Regions from separate parts of the Mus musculus genome. Here regions 1, 2, 4, 5, 6 and 7 are each linked to region 3. The links are chromatin contacts, called in public ChIA-PET, HiChIP or PLAC-seq and promoter capture Hi-C maps. All regions are on one chromosome and are shown on one strand. Each heading gives the region's core, a stretch centred on a gene start, on an enhancer-like site or on the middle of the called end of the contact. The rest is flanking DNA. Distances are from core to core; before and after follow the strand shown. Region 1 overlaps Capn3 (calpain 3). Region 2 holds the start of Trp53bp1 (transformation related protein 53 binding protein 1). Region 3 holds the start of Ttbk2 (tau tubulin kinase 2). Region 4 holds the start of Map1a (microtubule-associated protein 1 A). Region 5 overlaps Zfp106 (zinc finger protein 106). Region 6 holds the start of Vps39 (VPS39 HOPS complex subunit). Region 7 overlaps Ganc (glucosidase, alpha; neutral C).

Region 1 (3,407 bases), core at 453-2,952, 350 kb before region 3:
TAGGGGCTCAGCTGACTTGCCACAGGACATTGCTCGCCCAGTGTAATTGCCAAACCTTCCGATTTTACAAAAAAAGCCCTAACCTGGAAACACATATGAATCTCCCTGTTACATGTTTGCCTAAATATTAAAACAAAATCTCCTTAAAAAAAAAAAAACTTCACTTTCACACAGGTTTGAATGAGCCACATTTTGGCGACCAATTCTATTTTTAAGGACTGGCAAGGTCCTTTCCCTCCTCAGCATCGGATTAGCAGAACAAAGCGTAGCAGCTGTCAGTCTTGGGATGTGGCAGAAGAATACTCTTCCTCCTTTGCACTCTGTGTTCTTTAAAAAATTGTATTTTATTAATTTATTCATTCATTCGTGTATGTGCATGTCCCAAGCACATATGTGGGGGTCAGAGGACAACTTGTGGCAGTCAGTTCTCTTGTTTTGCTTTGTGGTTCCCAGGGGTCATTTGGGTTGTCAGTCTTGGTGGCAAGTGCCTTTACCCCTGAGCTCCAATTGATTACAATATCTGGACTCTAGAGTCTTGAGCCACTGGCCACCCTAGAAACTTGATTTTCACCCATTCCTCATTTACTGTCCCCTTTCTATGCAGAAAAAGAAAAAAAACAAGGTGAGTGGGCCAGGCACTGTGCTTATGTGTGCACATGCATGCATGTGTGTGTACACATATGTAACATGTGGCACGTGTATGTATACTTGTGTATATGCATGCATATGCATACACATGTGTAACATGTGGCACGTGTGTGTATACTCATGCATATGTATACACACACGTAACATGTGGCATGTGTGTATACTTGTGTATATGCATGCATATGTATACACATGTGTAACATGTGGCATGTGTGTATATACTCATGCATATGTATACATGCGTGTAACATGTGGCATGTGTGTATACTTGTGTATATGCATGCATATGTATACACATGTGTAACATATGGCATGTGTGTGTACACTGTGGCATGTGTAAGATGCACTTCTTCCTCTTTTCCTTGGAGCCTCTGCTGAGTTGGGTGCCCTCGCAAGTGCTTCAGCTCAGCCTCACAGTGATCCTGGACTGTGGTTCCATTATCAGTCCTGTGTTTAGAGGGGGAAAAGGCAGAGACAAACCAGTCTCCCTGAGACCACACTTAGCCAGGGGGTTCCACAGAGTCTGTGCTCTGAAATACACAGCCGTCAGACAAGGTTTGGTGTGGGTGCTTATGGTGGTCCTGAGGAATCTATCTCAGAGGTTCTCCTGGCACGAGTGCTGGTCCAGCCCAGAGGGAACATATACCATGTGAAGTGCTTATAGCAAGCCCCTACCCCACTATATAATAGTATCTATAAGGTAGTCACTGTTTATGCTTTTTATAAGTGAGCGTTCACATTCAGAGAAGCAAAGTGATTTGCCACACAGTTAGCAACTGGGGACATTGGAACCACAGTCCCACATATGTCTACTCCGAGACCAGTCTCCTGCCTCACCTCCCCAGTGCTCCCTACCCTTCAAGGCTTGTGTTGTCAAGATTGCATGTGAGTCTATAAGCGCATGGCTGGTAGAGATGCCCCATGGCTACACCCTGCCCACTAGTCTGCTCAGACCGTCACCTTCGCTTGTTCTGAGATCCCAACTAGTTTCATTTGCTTTGGCAAGAGCCGTTGTTTATAAAAGCAAGCTGCGGTCTAAGGAGCCTCTCAGAGCTAAACCCGACTCTCTCTGGTGCTCCCCCTGGGTGAGCTGCACAGGAACAGAGTGGGGCCTCCCTGACCAGGCTGCTTTTTTTAGTGGAGGCTGCTAAGATTATCTGCACTTTGGCCCAAGCCCTGCTGTTTCCCACCACACCAGCACAGGCAGGATGTGGTGGCCACTCTCTAGCTCTTCTGTGGCCTCTGCACTTGCATGAATATGGCCTTAAGGTAGCCCTCCTGCTTCTGCAGTACCTTCGGGGTTTGCACAGTAAGTACAGTTTCACTAACCCTCTGGCTTCCGCAGAGGCCCTATCAGAAGGGAAAGTGAGGTTTTACCAGGTGCAGTAGCAGATGAGTGTGAACAGCCACTGAAGGTAGTTCTTACATGAGGGGAGGAGGGCTGGGCAGAGCAGACATGCCACAAGCAGCAGGATATGAGAGGTTCCTGGGGAACTGCAGGGCCAGAGCTCTGTTTTCTACTAGGATGACCTTGAATTTGTGGTCATTCCCTCTGCTAGGGTTACAGTTGTGTGCCACCACGACCAGCCTGAAAGCCTCATTTTTAATGGGTTTGACACTGAATTTCTGGGAGACTTCAGTGTTTTTCCACTTGAAAAATAAATTCACAAAAGTACTTGATAATCACCGATCACATCATCTGTGCTCAGCATTCTTAGCGCTTTTGCGTGTTACTTAGGAACGCACAAGGAGAAATGGGAGGTGGGATACAATAGCGGACCATCCAACTTATAGAACATATTAGCTGTTTTTAAAAATATGAATAAAACTGAGAAGAACTGAGGTTCAAGCCACACATGATGGTATACACAGGGGCTAGACTGAGCTATAGTGGGATTCAGTCCCAAACAAAACAAAACACAGAGAGGGAGGGAGGGAGGGACAGACAGACAGACAGACAGAGACAGAAATGGAGAGAGACAGACAGAGACAGAGAGAGTACTCTTCAAGGTCCAGAAAGGTTTGGCATGTCTCCTAGCCACACGGCTTGTGAGTTCAGAAATGGGACTCAGGCTTCTGAGTGACCATTTCCTCCTGAGTGGACAAAGCTGCTTCAGGGGTCGTCTGCCTCTTGTGTCCGTCGGCCTGTAATACTTGCTTCCCTCCTGCCCGCCCCTTTCCCTCCCCTCCCCTCCCCAGCCCATCATCTTCGTTTCTGACAGAGCAAACAGCAACAAGGAGCTGGGTGTGGACCAGGAGGCAGAGGAGGGCAAAGACAAAGCAGGGCCCGAGAAACGAGGGGAAACCCCACAGGTTTCTGAGCATGCGGCATGGATGGGGAGTTTAGCTCGTAGTGGCGGCTCTGCTATGCTCTTGGGGTCCTTAGGGGTTATGGTAGCTCTCAGGGGAGGGTCTCTTCAGCACTGTGGGGTTTGGAATTGTCTGCTGACTTTTCCTCCCGGCAAGTTCCTCTGAACTTTGCAGGTATTTCTTGGGTAAGTGTCTTTTAAGGTCGCTGCCACACCAAACCAGTCCCAGGGTGGGAAGGATAGGCCAAGAACAGCCCACTGACGCCTCTCCAGTCAGGACAATGGAGCATGGGGAGACAAAGGCTGAGTGAGGCGAGCCAGCTGCAGAGAACGAAGCTGAACTGTCTTTGAGTTGTTGCAAAGGGAGGAAAAGGGGATGGTAGCAGAAAGTGGGGTCTGACAGCAGCCCTGAAGTCCTGCAGAACTCCAGGGCCACGCCCTCCATCCCAG
Region 2 (3,403 bases), core at 842-3,341, 420 kb after region 3:
CTCTAAGGTAAAGCACAGTTGCAGACATGTCAGGCTAACATCCCTCTCTCTTAACCAGAGCCTCAGCCTCCTCCTCAAGGCTACTAAGGCTGTCTGTGTTCTTTGACCAAAGAAGAACCGGGCAGAAGCCTGAGAAACAGAATAGTAAGAAAGAGAAGGAAGGGCTGGCTCTCCCTGAACATAGTAAAGCTTTAATGTCCCTGCCCATCAGTACCCCACTGGGGACAATGTCTTTACTGCACAGCTGCTTAAGGATAGAATTAACTTAAGATTATGTCAGAAGTCAGTAGCAGGCCTAACACAGAGGACACCACCATCCTGATATGCATAAGACACTGTAAAACTTGAAAACTCTTTAGGGTATACATTACAATTTGAAGTTGTAGGAGTTGAACGAAGTGTTACTTCACAAAAGAGATCCCAGCTCTCAGTCCTAAAACAGAACTACCTATAGAATCCCCAAATCCCACTCCCCAATTCACAAAACAAGATTAATATCTTTATCTTTGGGATGAATCAGCAGGTACAGATAAGAGTCGATCGAATAGTAAATTGAAATCAACTCCTTTGACTGAAACAATAGTTTACCTGCTTGTCCTGTTTGGCTGAGGTAACCGTTCAATGACCTGACTGATGGAACCACTGGTACCCAAATGAGAAGACTCCACAGGATCTGAAAAAGACAGAAGGAGGTGGATATTAGCACAGAAGACATTTGCCATCAAATTTTAATACAAATTGAGAAATGGAGGCAACACCAAACTAATCACGGGTATCCAAAGGCTTACTGAACACTAGATAACAAACTAGGCTTCCTTACACATAATCTCAACTGCATGTTTAAATCGTTCTGCCCCCACAGGACCTTAAACACTGCAGAGAGCCAAGCCTTCAACTGCTCACCTGAAGCTTTCTTTTCTTTCAGATGTTCATTGAATGAGCTATTACTGTCTCCTTGTTCTACAGCAGATTGTTCCGGATTTGATACAATATCCTAGAAAACATGAGCACATAAGATCCTCACAGTACACAAAGTAGTACAACAGGGACCTTTCTGTGGGTGAGAACACGTTGATTTCATTTTTCGTTCCCCACCAACTTTATCCAAAAGCTAACAATCAACTAAACACGTTAATTTTCTGGGTTAGTTTGGTGTAGGGGGGTCAGAAAAAAATAATAACTTGAACAGGGCATCATCACTCACTCACCAACACGGGGTTCTCTTTGTGCATCTGCAGATTAGGAAGGTGTCGAGATAGCACGCTGAAGTGAGAGCCTGCATCTTCTTCCAGAACCTGGCTTTCAGGCTGAGAATCTTCTATTATCAGGCAAGGAGTGTCTTGCTGAGAGAAATCTGAATCCAATTGACTTCCAGTAGGGTCCATCTGCTCCCCTGGAATGGAATAACAAAAGATCAGTTCGAAGAGTAACCCTATTGAGCTTTCCACACACAATCTGAGACTAAATAAAGGGGCGGAAGTGTGAGATCGAGAAAGGGACCATTCTAGGGCTACCCAGTAGCCCACATTTGCAATCGCTCTTAGCACTTTCTCAGCCATCTCCCCAGCCCTCATTTCTCCGTTATTTACCACCGCGCCTCTGGATCCTTCGATCTCCCCCTCCCTCCCTCCTTTCTCTTCACCTTCCCTCAGACACGCTTCCTTCCTCACCTCTTCTCCCCGCCCCTTTCCATCCCCCACACAACTCTCCCCGCGTTCTGACGCCACTGAGCCCCGGGAAGACCTCTTCGCAACCCCGGCGGGCGGGAAGCCCACGGCCCTCATGCGGCCTCAGGACCACCGCGGCGGCTGCCTCCCCACCCCCTCCCCGGCCCTCCAACCCCGTCCCCGTCACCGCCGCCATGCTTGCCACCCCGCCCCCTCCAGGCGGCCAGCCCTTCAAGCCCGCCACCCGGGCCTCTGCGGCCCGCTAGCTCGGCTCCGCTCGCAGCACTACCTGGCATCCCGGCGAGAGGTGCCTCGCGCTGGATCTAGAGGTTTCTGCACGCTGCCCAGGCCCCTCCAGGTCGATCCCCAGGTCGCCACTGTCGCCACCGCCGCCACTGGCCGCGAGCTCCCCCTTTTCCCGTCACGTCACGCAATATCGGATCGCCCATTCGCTGCTGTTGTCTGCCACTCAGGAAATCCTATGGATGATAGGTGGCTGAGGTGAAGTGCCCGCCCCCAGCGTAAGAAAAGGAACACGGCGGCGTGTTTCCATGGTAGCATGGACGTCGCAGGCCCTCCCCCTAATACAGCCAGCATGACAGTATCCTTGAACCGAAGGGACATTAAGAGGGCATGAAATAAAAACCCCTGCCTGAAGGACGGGGGTACTCACTACTCACACTTGAGGGCTTCGGCCCCTTCACTGACTTCCGTGGAAAAGGAGAGTCTCCTGGATTTTCAAAGAAAGGGCAAAGAGGAGGAGAATTGAGGAGAGCTAGTACTTCTGAAATGGTGAAATGGAAGAGAAGCCTCTGTGGGGTTTGCCAGTGTCGATCAGGATCCCATTTGTAGACCTCTGCCTGAATTTAAAGGCTTCCGTTTTCCCACTCTATGTCTCTGGCAGTTTTGATTTTGTTGTTTTATATTGTCTTCGTGTTCCCACTCCCTTTCAAGCTTCCCTATTTGTCTCTCTCTGCCCTTTCTTTTAGGGAATTGCAGCAGCCCCAGACGCTTTGCACCTCCCATTGAACGAACTGAGCATTGTAATCCTCAAACTAGAAGCAAAGAGAACAGCTGTCACCCCTACTAACTCAATGACCTAAAGGATCCAGGCCCAGAGATTTAATTATCCTAATCATGGTGTCAGGGTCTTATAAAGGGTGTGGCAGCTGTGACAACTATTAATGAACTGAGCTCAAGATACATATGTGGTTTCACTGTCATTTTAATTTAAAGAGCCGTTGGATCTGGGCTAGAATTCTAACCAAGCAGCTGTCAGGAGGGAAAGCACCTAGCACAGTGCCAAGAATATACATAGAAGGCATTAAAATGGAGGCGGTTTTCTCTACTCCAGACTCAGAATTATTTAGGCACAGCCCATACATGATTCTCAACTTCTATAAATGCCCAGTTTAGCACTTGAAATAAGCCAAGCTTAGAGAGGAGCATCCTACCAGCCAATCTCCTCTCTGCTGCTATAAATTACAGTGATCATATTCTCCTAACCCAAAAATCAAAGCATGTTGTCTTCATACGCATTACTTGTGGGAACAAAAGGATCAGCTTAAACGAAATCGCTCTGAAAATTTTAGGATCTATTGTTATAACTAAAATTCCAATCCTAGAATGTTTTACAAGTAGAGCAAAAATGACCCAAATCACAGAGACACATCTTACCTCTTAATCCTAAAATCATTCATGATTGACTCCTGAGTTTCTCTACTGAGTACTAGACA
Region 3 (3,491 bases), core at 310-2,809:
TTCTGGTGTCTATAAAAATTCATCATACAGGAAATATAAGCTTCTGCGTTAAAGAGTTCTTTCATTATGCTTTAATTTTTAATAGATCATAATCCTCATCAGGATAGATTCTCCAAGATGGCATACTGTTATATCTGTCACCATTGCAGCTTCTTTAAAATCGCAACATAAAAAGTAAAAAGTATTCAACCCACTCAATACTTTTTAAAAAATCCTCATTTTTTTTACTCCTTAAATGAATGTTATTCTAGTCCACTTTGCTGAAAGAAAACAGATACATCTTTGCAGTCTATCCTGGCAAGTCCATGTTTAATGTCACTGCAACTATTAATGGCTCAAAACCAAACACTGAAACAAAACACAGCCTGAATCCTCCTTGTATTTGAGAGTTTGAGTCCATTCACAATACACTCTCTCACACACATTCAATTCTACTAAATAACATCTTCCCATCATATACAGGTTAAAATAGAATTGTCTTCTTTAAATGTTAAAGGACAGCTTCCAAAGCTAGGGGAGAGAAGCCTATCAACTTTAATCCAAAGCAAAGTACAACTCAATGTCATTTTTACCTCTAAGGCAGCGCCACAACTGAAACAAAATGAACTTCATTTAAGGATCAGGTATCCTAGCATCCCCATGATTATTTACTTCTCTGACTCGACAGTGCGTATATGTAGGCTCTTTTGTCCCTCTTTTGGCATCCCCGCGTATCAACAGCATCATCTTTGTCAAAGCAAATCCCTCTGGTCATTACTTCAATACTACAAAGTCCCGGCCTTCCTTGTTACCACACAAATGAGATTCGGTAGTCCCGTCACTCTTCCATTACAGTGGGAAAAGCAAGATAGAATGAAACGCTCATAATTTCAAAAGACTCCTCTCTGCTCGGTCCTGGTAGCCAGAAGAGTCATGAGTACAAGTGATATATGGGTCACCCACAGAAACAGACGAAGCAGCTTCATGAACCTCCAAGTTCAGGGAAGGCACCCAAAGCCTCCGGGGAAATGGGGCAGAACCAGAAAGATCTGTGGGATGAGGATCAATTTGGGTCTGGCGTCGCCTCAGGGCGTGGGCATAAGAAACCCAGGGGTCTCGGGCAGTCTCCCCTCCACGCCTCGGTTGAGCTGAACGAGGGATGAGGCGGGCGCAGGGAAGCTTCTTGGAGACGCCCTGGGGCTCGGGGGTGTGTCCTACCTGGGCCGCGGCGGACGCAGGATCTCTGACGGAGGACGAGGGTCTAGCTCAGGGTCCGCACCGGCAGGAGTCACCGCTCAGCAGGCGGGCCCGCCACCGCCTGCCCATCCCCCGCCGCCCACTGCGGCGGGACCGGAGCGCGGCTTAGACGGCCGGCGGTCCCTTCGGATGCCGTCCGCGTCTAAAGGCGGCGGCAGCGGCTGCGGGTATTGCTGCGGATTGTCCCGGGCCGCTGCTCTCGTGCCAGCCCCTGCTCCTCCTCCTCCTCCTGCCGCCGCCGCCTCCTCGTCCCTACCGCTCCCATCGCCGCTGCGGCGACTACTGCAGCGCCCGCTGACCCGGCCCGACGTTACTCTCCCCCCCGCAAGCCGCACAGCCTAGCCCACCCGCCCTGCCAGCGCGCACCGCCCACCTCTCCGCCGCGGGTGCTGATTGGAGAGCACGTTCCCAGCCTGTGGCGTCGGTTGGCTAGTCCCATTGCCTATCAGGAAGGGGGCGGAGAATTGGGCCGAGAGTGTCTCCGCCCCCCACCGGAGAATTGCCGCTATCTTCAGGTTTGCCTGAGAGGGCGAGTTACCGGGAAAGGAGCATCACAATGACAGTGCGCGTGTGCTTGGGAATTCTGGGACTCGTAGTTCCAGCCTCCGCTGCAACGGCCGGCCTGTCCTGAGGAGAGATGTAAGGCGCAGTGCTTCTGAGAGCCGACTTCAGTAGGTGTTCTCCTAGCTCAGCGTGCTTATGGCCACAGAGTTGGGCCCTTTGGAAGAAAATTGGTAATGCTTTGTCACTGAGGCGGTCGCGTCGAGAATCGTGAGGCCGGGTCATTGCTTAAGGTCTACTCGCCTGCTCAGACCTAGAGCTGCCAGGATCTGGGAAATGGGCGCTGTCCCCTAACCTAAGCTGCTAACTAGGGCCGGGAAACCCGAAGGTATTGGGAGAAAAGAAAGGAGTTACAAAGATGTCAGCCTGGCGAGGGAGTGCCCATTCACAACCCACGAAAAAAGATTTCATTGGCTTTTTGATAAAGACAATGAACAACTTTCATGTGGACCAGTCTGGGACTCTAAGCTTGGAGTTTGCAGGAGTGGCTCAAGACACACAAAGACTAACTATGAAGGGTGGGACACCGAGGCTGTATGGGAGACGTATTTCATGTTGAATGTGCCAAGCTCTTTGGTGAAAAAAAACAAAACAAAACCTAAGAGTAAGTCCCTCTTCTTTCTTTACTATCCATTATATAGACATTAAAAATTAAGAATAAACTTTACCAAGATCACAAAACTGATGTCAAAACCAAACTGCGGACCTATTCCATATTGTATGCCCAACGTTCTTTTTTCCTTAACAATTGCAATGACTGCCACGAGTTTGCCAGGAACAGAGAGGATGCAATGGTATGAATTGTAAAGGTTCACTTTTTGTTTTTGTTTTTGTTTTTGTTTTTGTTTTTCGAGACAAGGTTTCTCTGTATATCCCTGGCTGTCCTGGAACTCACTCTGTAGACCAGGCTGGCCTCGAACTCAGAAATCTGCCTGCCTCTGCTTCCCGAGTGCTGGGATTAAAGGCGTGCGCCACCACACCCGGCTCAAAGGTTCACTTTTACTTTCAAATATTTTCTTAGGTGACAAAAGTGTTCTTACTGTTAAGGAACTACCATCCTCTTTATATTCCTTTACAAGCAGGAGACATCCTTACTGCCTGTCATGTGCAGACTCTTGGACAGAAACCAAAACAAAAGACAACTGATGGTGAGGTCATCTTGTTCTATTCAAACATGAAGGCGTTGCCAGATTGTTTTGTTTCTATTGATGAAAGTTGGAAAATGCTTTTTTCCCCCATTATTCAATACAGACATGTGCTACAAAAACAGGTAGAATTTAAAAATTAGGTTAAGATACAAATGGGTTTCATTGTGGAATCTTCATTGTTTTCTTTTAAAGATAGGCTGTAGCCCCCATGAAGCCCTGAATAGCCTCAGTTTTTTGATCTTCCTGCCTCAGTCTTGGGCATGCTGCAATTACAGCTTCCAGCTGGCATCTTGACAATCACCTTGTAAAATAAGCCAAGCCGGAATCAGCTAGCTAAGCCATTCCCCACATTCAGCCCCACAAAAATATGATACAATAAATGTTTAAGGTTTAATCTGCAGTATCAAAAATAAATGTTTACTATTATCTTCAACACTGGTTGATTGTGTGGCGATAACTACTAATACAGAAAGATTTGGGAAAATAGGCAGTGATGGTGCACACCTTTAGTCCCAGCACTCAGGAGACAGAGGCAGGCGTTTCTCT
Region 4 (3,227 bases), core at 643-3,142, 440 kb after region 3:
TACCTGGAGCCAATCTTTCTATGACCTTGTCTGCCTTTGGCAACGGGACCACTGCGTAGTTATACAGAACACATGTGTGATTTTTTTTTAGCACCATTACAGTCTGCATTTGCAGCCATTAATTACTAAGACTTGATTATAGCAGGATCTAAAATCAGAGTCCTAAATTTCGGCCCTACTGACTAATCTGAGTGTGATTCCTCCTGTACCATTTATATCTATTGTCTAACCTCTGCTAGCCTTAATGGAAGCTGACTCTGTACTTAATTGCTGCTGTCCCTTAGACAGAGACCCTCTGCTGGTCTAAAGGCTCATCTCTACAGTTGCTATGGAAACTGTCCCCTTGCTCCACTCTGGCTTCCTGCCACATATGCCACTCTTTATGATTGTAGTAAAGGCCTGCACATTTTCCCATGCCATTTTCCAGATTCGGGTTTGCAGCTGGCAGTGTATGGGAAGAGGCACCCTACCATCTGATGTCCTGAGAGTAGTTTTCTTGTCTCTGCTACAGAAAGGATTTTCATGGCATGTCCAAAGTACTTACAGTATGGACTGGATGGTTAGGTATAGTATGTTTCAAGATAGGGCTAAGATTTCTGTGAGGTACTTAACAGTCAGAACGTGGTTCACTGGCAGGCTTGAGGTATCAGCTATTACCTCTTTTCTATCCTTTTAAGGAGTAGGATTTCATGTGTGCACATGTGAGTGCAAGAGGACAACCTGGAGTGGTGTCCCTCAGACACCCTTTTCTTCTTTGTACTATAGATACCAGGGTCTCTCAATGGTATAGCTGGCCTGCGAGCTTCCAGAGATTCATCTGTCTCTCCCTCCTAGTTACCATCTCTGCGATTCCAAGTGCTCACCGCTGTGCCTGGCTTTTTTTTACAGTTCTGAGAACCTGAACACTTGCTTGCCAGGGAAGTACTTTACCAACTGAATCATCTCCGTAGCCTTTCTTCTCTTCTACCATCTCCAAAGTGCAAGGTAAATGGAAGAAAAAGCAAGTATAACTGGAGCCTAAACACAGGCCTTCTCTCTGATGCACACAACAGAATGACTCAGGGTAAGATCAGCTGTAGTGGTGGAGAGTCTTTGAAGAATGGGGAGTTGGGGGTTCAGCAAGAGAAGGGGAGAGGAAGGAAAGGAAGGGATGGAGAGAAGGAGAGGGAAAGACAGAGAATATTAATTCAGTTCTGTACAGTAATTACATGGTCTCCTAAATTTATCCACTGTGTCACATCCCTAGTAGCTGGGAAGTCTTTCCTGGGTTTTACTCAAATACTCTTTGCTGCAGTCTGAGCTCATTGCACTCAGCAAATATGGAGACTAGCCAACCACTATCCTTGGAATAACTACTCTCCAGGGACTCAGGGTAGGAAGGTCATCCTGTCCCCTCCAATACTGCGCAGCCTGATTGACCACGCCCGGAGCTCGGGGCAAGGACGGGGAAACCCAGGTTGGTAACCTAGACCCTGGCATGCAGCGAGGCGGGGGGAAAAATAGAGACAACGATAATTGCCAGATGGAGACCACGATAGAAACCCCGAGACAGCGAAGGGCAAGATGGCTCCCCAAGGTTCGAGAGAAGCTGCGGAACTGCCTCCCACACTGTGCTCAACGCAGACACAGCCTAACTAGATGGATGTTGTTCTCGCGCCTTGGACTCCGCCCTCGGCTGGGTCTCGCAGAACCCTTACCCTGGCTCAAGTCGGAGAGGGGCACTTGGTCAGGAAAACTGCAGGTGGATGACTGCAGCCACCACCCATAGCGGCACAACCACCGCATCCCCGCCCCGCCCCTGCGGCGCTTCAGCCCCGCCCCTAGAAGGCAGTGACCAATGAACGGCTCCTGCCGCCGGCCTTTAAGAACCGCGCGCACTCTCCCCGCAGCGGACGCAGCTAGCCTAACACTCCGCGGGAGTTTCCATGGCGACCGAAGCCGGGACCGCGCGGCCTGGCAGCGTTGCCATGGAGACAACTCCGGAGCTGGGGCTCCAGAGCCTCGGTGCACCGCCAGCTCAGAACCCGGCGGAGCCTCTTTGCGAGGCCGGTGCCGCGGTAGCGGCAGCGCGCTGGGACCTGCGGAAATACTCCTTGCTCATCGTGATCGGCGATATCGGTACAGAGAGTCAGCTGAGGGCCGTGCGGGCCCACCTTGAACAAGGTGAGCCGCTCTCCTGGCTTTTACGCAGTACTCCATCCATGCCTCTCCGCCATCTGCATTCATCTCCCAGTGCACATTTCTGTCTCCTCTATCTCTATGTGCACTTCCCGAAACCTGCGACCCTGTCACCTGCATCTTCCATGAATGTGCCTCTGTCCTCTCGAGCTGCCAACACCTTGCTTGCCCATCCTTTCTGCATACCCCATTCTGTTCCGCAGTGTCCCGGAGCAGGAGCAGGAGAAGCTCCGTGGAGACCCTGGGGTCCCTCTGGTCACACCCCTTTCCCGAAGCCACTGGACCATATATCCGAAAGTCCTCATCAGACCCTGAAAAGTCCATGTCCCTACCTTACAATTTCTTCTTTAGGGGAGGTTTTTGAACGCGAGGTACACATCTCAAATCTCTGAATGCTGGCAGCCAAGTTTAGAGAGTGACCTTCGTGGCTCTGCAGCTCACCTCCCTCAGCCGTGCCTGTGGCGCAGTGCTGCGGAGCCACCTGCGGGTGGAAGCAGGGGATGGAGGCAAGGGAGGGGGCATAGGAGAATCTAGAATCTGATTTAGCAAGAGGGATCATTATGGAAACCTACAGTATATGGAAATAGACCCTTGCGTGTCACTTCTACCGTAACTGTTTTGCCTTGAAAAACAAAAACTCCAAGCTCATTTATTAGTAAGCCCATTCTAAACTCTGCTCTTTGCCCTCTGGAAAGGGGAAAAAGCAGGTACTAGCTATCCTTCTTGGAGGCATCACCTCCCATTTCTTTCCTCTCCCAGGAGCTTGGCAATGCTTTCTGTGGGTGACTTTGACTAGAACCCTCTTATTTTTTTTCCCCCTTTTCTTTTACAGGGATTCTCTCCTGGAATATTGACTTATCATCCTTTGACTTGAACCAACAGTTGAGACTCTTCATTACCCGGCACCTAGCTCACTTCTCCTCAGAGGTCAAAGGTTAGGACTAGGGTTATTTGTCTCAGTCCTTTGGGTCCAGTATCCAGGCCAGAACTGGCCTTATGGGAGGATTGGGTAGGTAAAAAGGGAGGGACTTTTGATGGCTCCACAGCTA
Region 5 (3,535 bases), core at 386-2,885, 310 kb before region 3:
TTTCCTCATCACATAGAAGGACTTTAACACTTGTGGACTTCATTAATTGTTCTCTCCTATTCTCTGTCACATTAATAAATAAGTCGTAGCACACACCTATAATCCCACCACCTAGGGAGACAGACACAGAAATTCAGAATCATCTTTCGCTATGAGCAAACTGAAAACTTGCTATGGCTACATGACTGCCTGGCTCAATTAAAAACAAACAAACAAAAAACTTCAGGCTATAAAATCAGGTAAGTAAAACCATAAATGCCTAACACATAAATACATAAACACAGATATACAAAATTAGGAAAAACAATTAGGGAACATATATTGTTCAAATAGTCTTGCTATTGTCAAACTTAAAATATTAATGTTTTAATATAATGTAATATTAATATTACATCTAGAGTGAACCAGGCACTGTATAGTTGTTAGGATGCCAAAGGTAAAATTCAGATTTAAGAAAAGCACCATGCTAATTTATAAGAGGTCATCCTTTCCCCTAAGAGATATTATTTGGGCAACAAAAAATATAATAATACAAATGATAAAAGATGAAATGTCTATTCATTTTACTTATACTCTACGGCTTTCTCATAGAAAAATTGGATAATAAGAACAGTTCAAGACACAGTAACCAAGACCATAGTTTTCAGGACTAAAAACAAGACTGAGTTTAAAGACAGATAATATAACAGTTCAAAAAAGCACTTCATAGTCCTTAGTCCTCAGATAGCAAACTCAAACAAAACTTAATATTTAAAATAAGATTAAGCTTTAAGGGTCTTAAAGTCAGGCTTACTTATCTTTCAATGTCAAATCACAAGGCTGAGTGTAGCTTAGGCTTACTTAGTAGAGTGTACTCTTTGCTGCACAAAGCTCTAGAGGCTCATCCTCAGGACAGAGAAGTTGTCTACATCTAATTCTATCTCAAAAAGCAAAACTAAAAACAAACCAACTTACCGACTTTGTTCTTTTCTTTCTTGTATTAACTGAACAAGTTCCTTATCAAAATACTCTTCCTCTTCCTCTTCCTTTCCATCATCTTCTCTTTCCTGGGCATCAACATTATCTTTGTGCAACTGGCCAGAAATGTGCTTTGCATATGCAGAGAGACCCACTTCTGTGACCCGGCACACTCGGCACTCATGACTAATGTCCCTAGGGAAAGAGGGAGATGAAGGACATTCAATGCTCCCCACTGGCATGGCACACTCACCAGATTGCTAGTTGCCTCTGAAAGACTCTGTATGCAGATGGCCACAGTGGAAGGTTAGAGGGAATCAAGTCGGTGCTCCTCTCACCACTGTTAGTATATTTGCTTATAAATTACTTTGGAATAAATTTAAGATTCTTTTCCAGCAATCAAGAGGTAAAACACTTCAAATTAATAGGCTTTAGGAGAAATCTTCTTGAATTGCTGTACTTAAAATCTTGCCGAAGGAAACATGGTGAAAGGGGAGGCAGGGCAGGGGGCTCAGAGCAAAGACAAGCTGCTCTGGGGCACACCCATGATGGCAGCTGCACTCAGAAAGCCTGGTGACAGCACATCCATTTAATCTCCAGCTCTAAAGTGCTCTTCCAGTGAAAGTTGGGGGTGGAGCAAAGAGGAGGGGGAACAGCCAATCTCAGCTTGGTAACTAAAAATTAAACAGCTGGCACTCTGCCTGGAATGTGAAGAGTCCGGACCCTGGCAAGAGACAGTAGTAGCAAATGTTCTTAGTCTGGATGATACATGTGACACACTGCTTCAGCAGGCTTATTTAAAGGGAATTGAAACCATGTCAAATGTAGGAAGTTAGCAGCTGTTAGGCAAATGTTTTCTCTCCAGTTTCAGAAAATGATGCAGTCCAGATACACACAAAATTGGCTTTTACCTAAACTGGTGATGACTGGCTTGCTTCTGTCTACTTTTTCTTCTACTTGACTCAATAGCAAAATCTCCTCTTTGGCCAGTCTTTTAAAGATTTCTTTTATATATATACACATACACTGCAGCTGTCTTCAGACACACCAGGAGAGGGCATTGGATCCCATTACAGATGGTTGTGAGCCACCATGTGGTTGCTGGGAATTGAACTCAGGACCTCTGGAAGAGCGGTCAGTGCTCTTAACTGCTGAGCTATCTATTTTTCCAACTGTGTTTGGCCAGTTTTAAGAATCAAAATCTTAAATCCTCTTTAATATGTAGCAGATCAATAATTTAACTGTTTCTAAGTTCTTTCAATCCCCTGATTACGTCATCTGTCTGTGCAACAATAATGAGAAGCGTGCAACTGTGGCTGTCCAATAATTCAAACTTAGTCTAAGTGCTTGTGCTATGGGTTTATAGTAGTGATATTTCTGTGATTCCCACACCAATGTGGGTATCTACATCTGTCTGCCTATATAAATCTCCAGACACATGCTATGAAACACACTCAGTCACCTCCCCCAACCCCCAGTTTTAACCAAACTCAATCAAAATAAGCAGAATTGACATGAATTAACAGAAGTCCTTGAAACTGAGCACTTCATTTACTAGAAGACACTTTCTGTTACAAATCACTTGAATGCCCATTTAAAGCAAAGCAAAACAAACACTTTACCAACAATTACTAAATGCCAAGCAAAACACTATGTTACTTAGTTACAAACTATAAAAACTCAAACAATGCCTGATACATCTTAAAATACAATCATGAGGGCTAGAAAGATGGCTCAGTAGTTAAGAACATTTTTCCTTGTCTCAGAGAATTTCTGAGGGCCATGGGATCTGACACCCATTTCTGACCTCTGTGGACACTGGTTCTCACATGGTATGCATTTACTACATAAATACACTAACATACAAAAAAATAAATCGCAGGGAACAAAATGCAATGCAGTTGGACAGGAAATGGTAGGTAGCATTGGGAGTGCAGGGCATAAGGCAATAGGTTTGATCTGCAGCATTGCACTAAGTAGAAGCAAACAGGAGGAACAACAATATGAACTAACCAGTACCCCCAGAGTTCCCTGGGACTAAACCACCAACCAAAGAAAACACATGGTGGGACTCATGGCTCTAGCTGCATATGTAGCAGAGGATGGCCTAGTCGGTCATCAATGGGAGGAGAGGCCCTTGGTCCTGTGAAGGTTCTAGGCCCTAGTATAGGGGAATGCCTGGGACAGGAAGCAGGAGTGGGTGGGTTGGGAAGCAAGGGGAGGGTGGAGGGGATAGGGGATTTTTCGGAGAGGAAATTAGGGAAGGGGATAACAATTGAAATGTAAATAAAGAAAATATCTAATAAAAAATATAATTAAAAAGTAGAAGAAGCAAGAGGAGACGGCAGTGGCTGCAGTCACTAACCCTAACCCTGCAGCACTTGGGAGGCAGAGGCAGAGACCAATGGATCTCTGTGAGTTCAAGGCCAGCCTGGTTCAAAAAGCAAGTTCCAGGGCTACACAAAGAAACCCTGTCTTGAAAAACAAAAATCAAAAAGTAACCCAACCCCCAATAAAGGAAACAGAAACAGCATTATTAAGGGACTGACAAGCAGACCTCTGTGGGTTCAAAGTCAGC
Region 6 (3,640 bases), core at 447-2,946, 500 kb before region 3:
TGGTGTGGGGTCAAAGCAGGACAAAAGCCACTTATCATTCCCAAGCTGGTCTTGAGGAGCTGAGCTAAGTGGCCTCTTTACTCTGACAATGTGGAGTCAATGAGTCTCTCTCAGAGGAGCAGTCAATGACTGTGACACGCTAAGGCAAGTGTGTGGCAGGCAGTTGCACTCATCTTGCTTGGATGTTCTGCCTTAGACTGAACTGAATACCTGCCCTACGTGTTGAAATAGGTAGCACACACTTCTGGTATCATCTATCTGGTGTCATAACCTGTCCTCATGCTTTTGACCCCCAAAGTGTTCTGGGTACACAGATACTATTTCTCATTCATCCTTGTATTCCTGTCCATAGTAGAGAGAACGGTACAGGTGGGTATCCAGAACATATTTAATGAAACAAAAGAGAAATGAACCCCTCCATGTATTATTCTCTATTGAGAGCACTTTCCTCCAGGAAATGAGGTTTTCTTGAGATGGCTGTAGGAAATTGGGTTCTATTCTCTCCCTAATTCAAAGGACTACATCAGTTTACATTGGAGGTACTATTTTACAGAGGCTAGGGGCTGCTCAAAGAAGAGCACAGGGAAAAAAAAAAAAAAAAGATGTGAATCCCTCTAAGGAGGCCACAAAGAACCTGCAAGGATGCCTGGGAAGCGCTAGCAACAGATGCTCGGCACACTGGTCACCATCAACATTTCCTTGTGGTCCATCGTGGTGCCTTCCTTAGGGTAAACTCTACGTACAGATTCTGAACTTTACCTTTGTATGGGCCCTTGATGTTTCTTGATATTTAGGGCATGGACATTAACAGAAAAGACTGAATTATTTTTACGTAGCCTGTTATGGGTAATAACGATGCATAGAAAAGCACTCGATGTAGCCTGAGAGCCAAGATTTACGTTCTTGAACTCCAGAAAACATGAAGGATGCTGACCTTGCTTTCTGCATTGGTCAATCCCAAGAAAAAGTATACAAGGTCGCATGGGTCAGGTTTCACAGCAATCTGTTATGATGCTCTTCCACTTCAGTCAGGTAACTTGGGCACCTCACGACATAAGGTAGTTATATGAGCTAACTACTAAAAGGAAAAATAAACTAAGTGAACACTAAATGCTCTGAAGCATACGGTGCTAACATTGTCTGTCACCTAGAACACACCGCAATCATTTAACAAGGTGAAGCACCTGGCAGGCTTTGCCCTTTTCACTCAAGACTTCTTGGGAACCGAAATGGGCCCCAACAGAGCACATTAATAATGTGAGCTCAGCCTCCAACTGCATAGCGCACAAGAGAGAGCGCGGAGCGTCCACAAATGGACTGTCCTTAGCAATCACGCAAGCCGCCCGGGGTCCAGTCACGTCCGCCCTCTCTGACAGCCTGCGTCCGCAGCCCACCCACAGGGTCAGACGCCTTGCCTCTCTATAGCTCGGCGTGAGGGGCCGCTGCCTCCCTGACCCGAGGCCCCGCGGCTCACCCCAGGCAGCCAGGCAGTCGATCTGCAGGGGAAGCTTTTCCAGGATCGGCACCGGCTCGAAAGCGTCATGCATGGCTGCGGGAGCTTCACCGCCACTGTCCCGCCCCTGCTGCTGGGAGGAGCCTGCCGTCCGAAAACAGGGAAGACTCGTATTCCACCAGGGACCCCTGCTACAGGGCCTTCAGCAACAACTCCATCCTCGCCGCCGGACTTCCTGTTGCCTTAAGCCCGCCCCTTCCGCAGCAGAAGCTCCGCCCCCAACCCGAGTTCACATCCATACCAGCTGCTCAGAGTCCCTTGGTGTTTGTGGTGGTAGAAGAGAAACTGATCTTTTTTTTTTTTTTTTTAAAGATTTATTTATTTGTTTTATTTATATGAGTACACTATAGCTGTCTTTAGACACACCAGAAGAGGGCATCAGACCCCATTACAGATGGTTGTGAGCCACCATGTGGTTGCTGGGAATTGAACTCAGGACCTTTGGAAGTGCAGTCAGTGCTCTTAACCACTGAACCATCTCGCCAGCCCGAGAAACTGATTTTAGGCAGTCAACTTAGTGAAGACCTCGCGATAAAGAGGAATTTAGCTCACTGGGCTGCGTGTCAGGAGAGATGGCAGCCTGACATCCCAGGACGCAGGAGGTTCAGAGTTATCTTCAGTACGTATCAAGTTTGAAGCCAGCCTAGGATACATGAGGCCCTGTCTCAAAAACCAGCCCTCCCAACCACGGAGGAAAAAGGAACTTCTGCCTTGGCGTCAGTCTTGGGTTGGAGATATACCACTTAGGAAATTTGGCTTTTCTTTTTCTTTGGAAATAGATTGTTGCAGGCCTTACTTTCATACTCTGCAAAACCTTCTTCAAAATAAGATTGCTTAGAATCGTGAACATCTGTCAAGTCTGACACACTCTAGCCAGTCAATAGATTGCTTCAGTACCATCATTACATTTCAGCTAATTCTTAGTTGTACCTTAGGTTTACATTGTTAAAGCTGTAGACCAGTGATTCTCTCCTAGTGCCTAGTCAAGCAAGTTTTGAAAAATTCAGGCTCAGACCTCATTCCAACTTTACTCAAACTTTGGAGAGTAGTATGAACTCAAGTAAGTTCATACACTTGAACAGGAAAGCCATTATAGGCTAATGTTCCTTAGCCCGGGCATAATCCCCTAGGGATTGCATACGGGACTGTTATGTGTGCACTGGAGGATGTTGGGAAGCAACCTCAGAATCTACCTGCAAGAGATGTTAGAGAAGCCCGCCCAAAGGTCAGATACATTAATGAAGATGCAATCTGGTAAGCACTTCTGGCGAGCCACTGTTACTGACCAATGTTTCAGGTCAGAGGTCAGATAGATGTCTTCCTCAGCTGTTTTCCACATTATGAGAAATGGCCTGTGTTTTTGTTTGCTCGTTTCTGAGACATATCCACCCCTTTTACAACTAGCCAGCCTAGCTCACTGGCAAGCCAGTAAGCTCCAGGGACCCACCTGTCTCTAGTCTCAGTGTTAAGGGCACTAGCTTTGTCACATGGATGACACGGATCCAAACGAACCCGGATCCTCATGCTGTGTGGCAAACACTTTACAGAGTCATTGTCCTGGCCTCCAGGCCACTGCACCTGGAGACATTACTAAAACATCCGTTTGATTCAATCAATCCAGAATGGGATCAACTGATCAAATGTTTCAGGCCACTGCACCTGGAGACATTACTAAAACATCCGTTTGACTCAATCAATCCAGAATGGGATCAACTGATCAAATGTTTCTTATAAGACTTGCCTTGGTCATGGTGTCTGTTCACAACAGTAAAACCTTAAGACAATACCTTATTTCCTATTATTGTTCTTTAAGGGTTCTACCTAAGGTAGATTTCAAAAAGCCACCACAGCAAAAAGCTGTAGAGAAATGTTCCCTAAATGCTATTAACATTTTACTATGATGTGCTGGTTAGCTTTTTGTCAACATGATATAAGCTAGAGTTACTTAGGAAATTCAGTTAAAAGGAATGTCTCCATCAGATTAGCCTGTAGGCAATTCTGTGGGGGCATTTTCTTGATTAATAATTGATATGGGAAAGCCCAGCCTACTGGCACTCCTGGGAAGGTTGCTCTGGGTTGTATTTTAAAAAATAAATAAATAAAAATAAAATGGGCTGGAGAGATGGC
Region 7 (3,425 bases), core at 211-2,710, 400 kb before region 3:
CAGTTGCTCCAAGGCTTACCTAGCTCACAAGAAGCCCTCAGTTTGATCCCCAGCCCCACATAAAAACATGCATGATTGCACATACCTATGATCCAGACCGGGATGTGGAAATAGAAAGATCAAAGGTTTCAAGGTTTTCTTGAGCTACTAGATCCTCTGAGGTCTGGCTAGACTCTGTCTAAACCAGACAGACTATGGAGATGGCTCAGTCAGTAAAGTGCTTGCTACACAAACATGAGGACCTCAGTTCTGAACCCCAGCACTCCTGTAAAAGAGCCAGATGCAATGGCACATGCCTGTGATCCCAGAGCTGGGGAGGCCAAGACAGGAGGATTCCTGTTGCTTGCTAACAAGCCAGTCTAGACAATCAATACACTTCAGGTTCAATGAGACAACTTGTCTCAAAAGATAATAAAAGAGTGACTGAGGAAGACACTGAAGTCAGGTTGTGGCCTCCATGTGCCTCCTCACACATGAACACACACACACACACACACACACACACACACACACACACACACATATACACACACAAAAGATGTGTTCTTAGAAAAGATGTAGTTAAAATACATGTCTGGTGGCTTGCCATCCCTCATCCTGAGAATCCAATGCCAATAAATGTTACCAACATGAAGGTGCTCAGAATATACTGCCTCCAGTATATTCTAGATGCAGGTCTGATTGATTTTTTATCTTCTACAAGAATAAAAACAAATTAATAACACTTTTTTGGATATACGTGTCTTCATAACATTGGTCCACAGGCAAGAAATACATGTCCTGCCCACGGGGTGAGCAGAAAATTCTACCTAAACCCCCAAAGCTGTTGACTGCTGCTCTGTGGTTGATAATATTTTAGCTTTTCTTTTCAAAAGAAATACATTACCAGCCACCTTTCCTTCAGTGCACAGACACACTCCTAACCAGGGAGGCTGTAATTTCCGAGTAATGGAAGATCCAGAACACATAGGACAACTGCTCTTACTGAAAAGCCTGTGACCTTTTGACAAAAAAGAAAGAAGGAAAGAAGAAATCACAGAGCATTCTTCGAGATCACTGGCTGGTGTTCAGGGCTCAGACTCCCCTATTTGAGGCCATAGGTTTGCCTGTCGAGTTTAGTATGCACATAGTGTCTCCTCTCTTTTTTCGAGGCCTTATTTTTCCTTAGCACATTATTGGTTACGAGTGTGGTTTCTTCATCTGGTCTTTGTCTGTGTAACCAGCTGATGTGGGTGGCTTCATTGGCAATCCTGAGGCAGAGCTGCTTGTGCGTTGGTACCAGGCTGGAGCTTACCAGCCCTTCTTCCGAGGCCATGCCACCATGAACACCAAGCGACGAGAACCCTGGCTGTTTGGGGAAGAATACACTCAGCTGATCCGGGAAGCCATCAGGCAGCGCTACGCCCTCCTGCCCTATCTGTATTCTCTGTTCTACCACACGCACGTGTCTTCTCAGCCCGTCATGAGGTAACAGGGCACCCTTATCAGGAGCTCCAGCAGCCAACCCATAGATCCCCTCAGTGACCAGGGCCTGGGAAAGGAGAACAAAAGCTGTGTGTTTAGTCAGGTTTCAGTCAGCTTCATTTCCTGTTGTGGGGCTGCCTGTGGTGCTGCCTCTGACTAGATTCCTACTTCTCATGATTAAAGTACTCGTTATCCTGAGAGATGGAAATATTATGTGTTGGCAGTTCCTAAACTTACATGAGGCCAGGAGTTTCCTGGTAATTCTAGTCATCCTCCAGGGTTAGAGACACCTGCTTTCTTACCGTTCTGTAGAAACAGAATATAGTGTTGCAAAGGCTGGTAAATACATAACACGTTTCATTTATTAAAAATTATTGGGCTGGAGAGTTGGCTCAGCTGGTAAGCACTTGTTGCTCTTTCTGAGAACCTGAGTTCAATTCCCAGCACTCACATGGTGCCTCAAACTACATTTGACTCCAGTTCTGGGGGGGATCCAATGCCCTCTTCTGACATCCACAGGTACCAGTCATGCATGTGTGCACATACATACCTGCATGCAAAACACTCATACACATAAAATAATTTTAAAAGTCTAAAAAAAAATTAAAATTAAAAAAAATAAATTTCAAGCCGGGCGTGGTGGCGCATGTCTTTAATCCCAGCACTCGGGAGGCAGAGGCAGGCGGATTTCTGAGTTCGAGGCCAGCCTGGTCTATAGAGTGAGCTCCAGGACAGCCAGGGCTATACAGAGAAACCCTGTCTTGAAAAACCAAAAATAAATAAATTAATTAATTAATTAATTAATTAGTTAGTTAATTAAATTAAAAAAATCAATTTCTTGGTGCTAGAGAGATGGCTCAGCAGTTAAAATCTCTCTTGGAGTGTTCTTGGAAAGGACTTAACTTTGGCTCCCAGCACCCATGTCTGGTAGCTCACAATCAGCTGGAACTCCAGCTCCAAGGGTTCCAGTGCCCTCTTCTGGCCTCTGCAAGCACTTGTACCCAAAGGGTACACACATACTTAAATAAAACCATCCTCATAAAATTAAAGGATGGATAGAAACACTAAGTCACTATCTAGTCCCAGATAGCGAAGGTTTTGTTGTTTCTCTGAACCTCAATGCCTCCTGGATGGGTCATATAAAGCAACATCTATTTAAAATTTTGACAATTTCTCACCCTCCCCAAGAGTGTTAACTGCTTGAAAGCAAGGAAAATCGGTTCCTTTCATCTAAATAAATAATAATTAAATGATACATGAAAGTCACTGGCTGCAAGAAGTGGCACCAAATTATCATTATAATAAAGTGTGATTTTTTTTTGTCAACATTTACTTCACACCAGAAACATTACACATAGCTGGGCGTGGTAGTGCACGCCTTTAGTCCCAGCACTTGGGAGGCAGAGGCAGGCAGATTTCTGAGTTCGAGGCCAGCCTGGTCTACAGAGTGAGTTCCAGGACAGCCAGGGCTACACAGAGAAACCCTGTCTCGAAAAAAGAAAAAGAAAGAAAGAAACATTACACATTTAGACTTGCCTTAGTTTCTGCCTGCAGCAGTGGTAGGTAGTTACTCAATAGTCAGACAGGAGTGTGGCACACAAGAGATGTCTCAATATTCCACTAGGACATTCAAGTTGATAGAAAGCTCTTTCACATAATAAATGTAAAGTAACCATAGCAACTGCTCATAAACTCTCTGGTCATAGGAGAAAGAATCTTGGCTCTTTGTATTTTCCAATTCCTTTTGGGGAGGTATAATACTAAAAAACATTAAAAATCTAGCAAAACATTTAACACCAAAAATAATAAAACAATATTTTAAATGCAAATTCTGTTTCCTTTTCCTAGGCCTCTGTGGGTCGAATATCCTGATGACTTAGAGACTTTTGCTGTGGAAGATGAATACATGCTGGGTAAGTATTTATAGGTCAGTTATACTTGTGATATATTCTGTAACTATG

What was found. Promoter capture Hi-C pulls out the DNA fragments that hold promoters and counts their contacts. ChIA-PET counts read pairs in DNA pulled down with a chosen protein or histone mark. HiChIP or PLAC-seq counts read pairs in DNA pulled down with a chosen protein or histone mark.
Region 1: an RNA polymerase II ChIA-PET map of memory CD8 T cells shows a contact between it and region 3, with 13 read pairs. The contact joins the enhancer-like site here to the promoter of Ttbk2 in region 3. A contact is called at or near these places in 2 of 39 promoter capture datasets (the C10 cell line and neural stem cells), 1 of 15 datasets of contacts at CTCF or cohesin (large pre-B cells) and 8 of 115 datasets of contacts at active chromatin or transcription factors (bone marrow-derived macrophages, embryonic forebrain, embryonic stem cells and 4 more).
Region 2: a promoter capture Hi-C map of pre-B cells shows a contact between it and region 3, with 2.2 times the contacts expected there. The contact joins the promoter of Trp53bp1 here to the promoter of Ttbk2 in region 3. A contact is called at or near these places in 1 of 39 promoter capture datasets (pre-B cells) and 1 of 115 datasets of contacts at active chromatin or transcription factors (bone marrow-derived macrophages).
Region 4: a promoter capture Hi-C map of pre-B cells shows a contact between it and region 3, with 2.7 times the contacts expected there. The contact joins the promoter of Map1a here to the promoter of Ttbk2 in region 3. A contact is called at or near these places in 2 of 39 promoter capture datasets (cranial neural crest and pre-B cells), 2 of 484 Hi-C or Micro-C datasets (both in embryonic stem cells) and 1 of 115 datasets of contacts at active chromatin or transcription factors (bone marrow-derived macrophages).
Region 5: a contact with region 3 is called in an H3K27ac HiChIP or PLAC-seq map of microglia, with 4 times the contacts expected there. The contact joins the enhancer-like site here to the promoter of Ttbk2 in region 3. A contact is called at or near these places in 3 of 39 promoter capture datasets (the C10 cell line, neutrophils and pre-B cells), 2 of 484 Hi-C or Micro-C datasets (the Ba/F3 cell line and pre-B cells), 5 of 115 datasets of contacts at active chromatin or transcription factors (bone marrow-derived macrophages, craniofacial prominence, embryonic limb bud and 2 more) and 1 of 9 other capture datasets (pancreatic islet).
Region 6: a promoter capture Hi-C map of pre-B cells shows a contact between it and region 3, with 3 times the contacts expected there. The contact joins the promoter of Vps39 here to the promoter of Ttbk2 in region 3. A contact is called at or near these places in 11 of 39 promoter capture datasets (the 3T3-L1 cell line, the C10 cell line, HPC-7-derived erythroid cells and 6 more), 2 of 484 Hi-C or Micro-C datasets (embryonic stem cells and nephron progenitors), 7 of 115 datasets of contacts at active chromatin or transcription factors (astrocytes, bone marrow-derived macrophages, double positive thymocytes and 3 more) and 2 of 9 other capture datasets (adipose tissue and liver).
Region 7: a contact with region 3 is called in an H3K4me3 HiChIP or PLAC-seq map of bone marrow-derived macrophages, with 5 times the contacts expected there. The contact joins the enhancer-like site here to the promoter of Ttbk2 in region 3. A contact is called at or near these places in 4 of 39 promoter capture datasets (the 3T3-L1 cell line, cranial neural crest, frontonasal cranial neural crest and 1 more), 2 of 484 Hi-C or Micro-C datasets (bone marrow-derived macrophages and nephron progenitors), 5 of 115 datasets of contacts at active chromatin or transcription factors (bone marrow-derived macrophages, large pre-B cells, memory CD8 T cells and 2 more) and 1 of 9 other capture datasets (liver).

Annotation. Positions count from the first base shown.
Region 1 is chr2:120,498,364-120,501,770 of GRCm38.p6, forward strand. It overlaps Capn3 (calpain 3), which reads left to right. Exons shown (of 24, transcript NM_007601.3): 15 at 605-622; 16 at 2,848-2,961. Among named protein-coding and RNA genes, the nearest start is that of 4931402G19Rik, 31 kb to the left of the region's middle. Within about 2 kb of position 1,703, at least 92 of the 459 cell types and tissues checked have an H3K27ac peak or open chromatin away from gene starts, as enhancers often do. A contact at or near this core is called in memory CD8 T cells, where this site is marked.
Region 2 is chr2:121,269,316-121,272,718 of GRCm38.p6, forward strand. It overlaps Trp53bp1 (transformation related protein 53 binding protein 1), which reads right to left and starts at 2,092. Exons shown (of 28, transcript NM_013735.4): 1 at 1,957-2,092; 2 at 1,209-1,393; 3 at 904-994; 4 at 589-673. The coding sequence starts at 1,963.
Region 3 is chr2:120,848,859-120,852,349 of GRCm38.p6, forward strand. Ttbk2 (tau tubulin kinase 2) reads right to left here and starts at 1,560. Exons shown (of 16, transcript NM_001024856.2): 1 at 1,198-1,560. It overlaps AV039307 (expressed sequence AV039307), which reads left to right and starts at 1,798. Exons shown (of 4, transcript NR_038350.1): 1 at 1,798-1,907.
Region 4 is chr2:121,287,710-121,290,936 of GRCm38.p6, forward strand. Map1a (microtubule-associated protein 1 A) reads left to right here and starts at 1,893. Exons shown (of 7, transcript NM_032393.2): 1 at 1,893-2,163; 2 at 3,011-3,112. The coding sequence starts at 1,926. It also overlaps a transcript of Trp53bp1 not described here.
Region 5 is chr2:120,538,341-120,541,875 of GRCm38.p6, forward strand. It overlaps Zfp106 (zinc finger protein 106), which reads right to left. Exons shown (of 22, transcript NM_011743.3): 4 at 955-1,152. Among named protein-coding and RNA genes, the nearest start is that of Zfp106, 24 kb to the right of the region's middle. Within about 2 kb of position 1,636, at least 151 of the 459 cell types and tissues checked have an H3K27ac peak or open chromatin away from gene starts, as enhancers often do. A contact at or near this core is called in bone marrow-derived macrophages, heart atrium and microglia, where this site is marked.
Region 6 is chr2:120,351,441-120,355,080 of GRCm38.p6, forward strand. Vps39 (VPS39 HOPS complex subunit) reads right to left here and starts at 1,697. Exons shown (of 25, transcript NM_178851.4): 1 at 1,475-1,697. The coding sequence starts at 1,547.
Region 7 is chr2:120,445,076-120,448,500 of GRCm38.p6, forward strand. Ganc (glucosidase, alpha; neutral C) reads left to right here. Exons shown (of 24, transcript NM_172672.2): 17 at 1,224-1,467; 18 at 3,313-3,377. Among named protein-coding and RNA genes, the nearest start is that of Capn3, 17 kb to the right of the region's middle. Within about 2 kb of position 1,461, at least 49 of the 459 cell types and tissues checked have an H3K27ac peak or open chromatin away from gene starts, as enhancers often do. A contact at or near this core is called in bone marrow-derived macrophages and neutrophils, where this site is marked.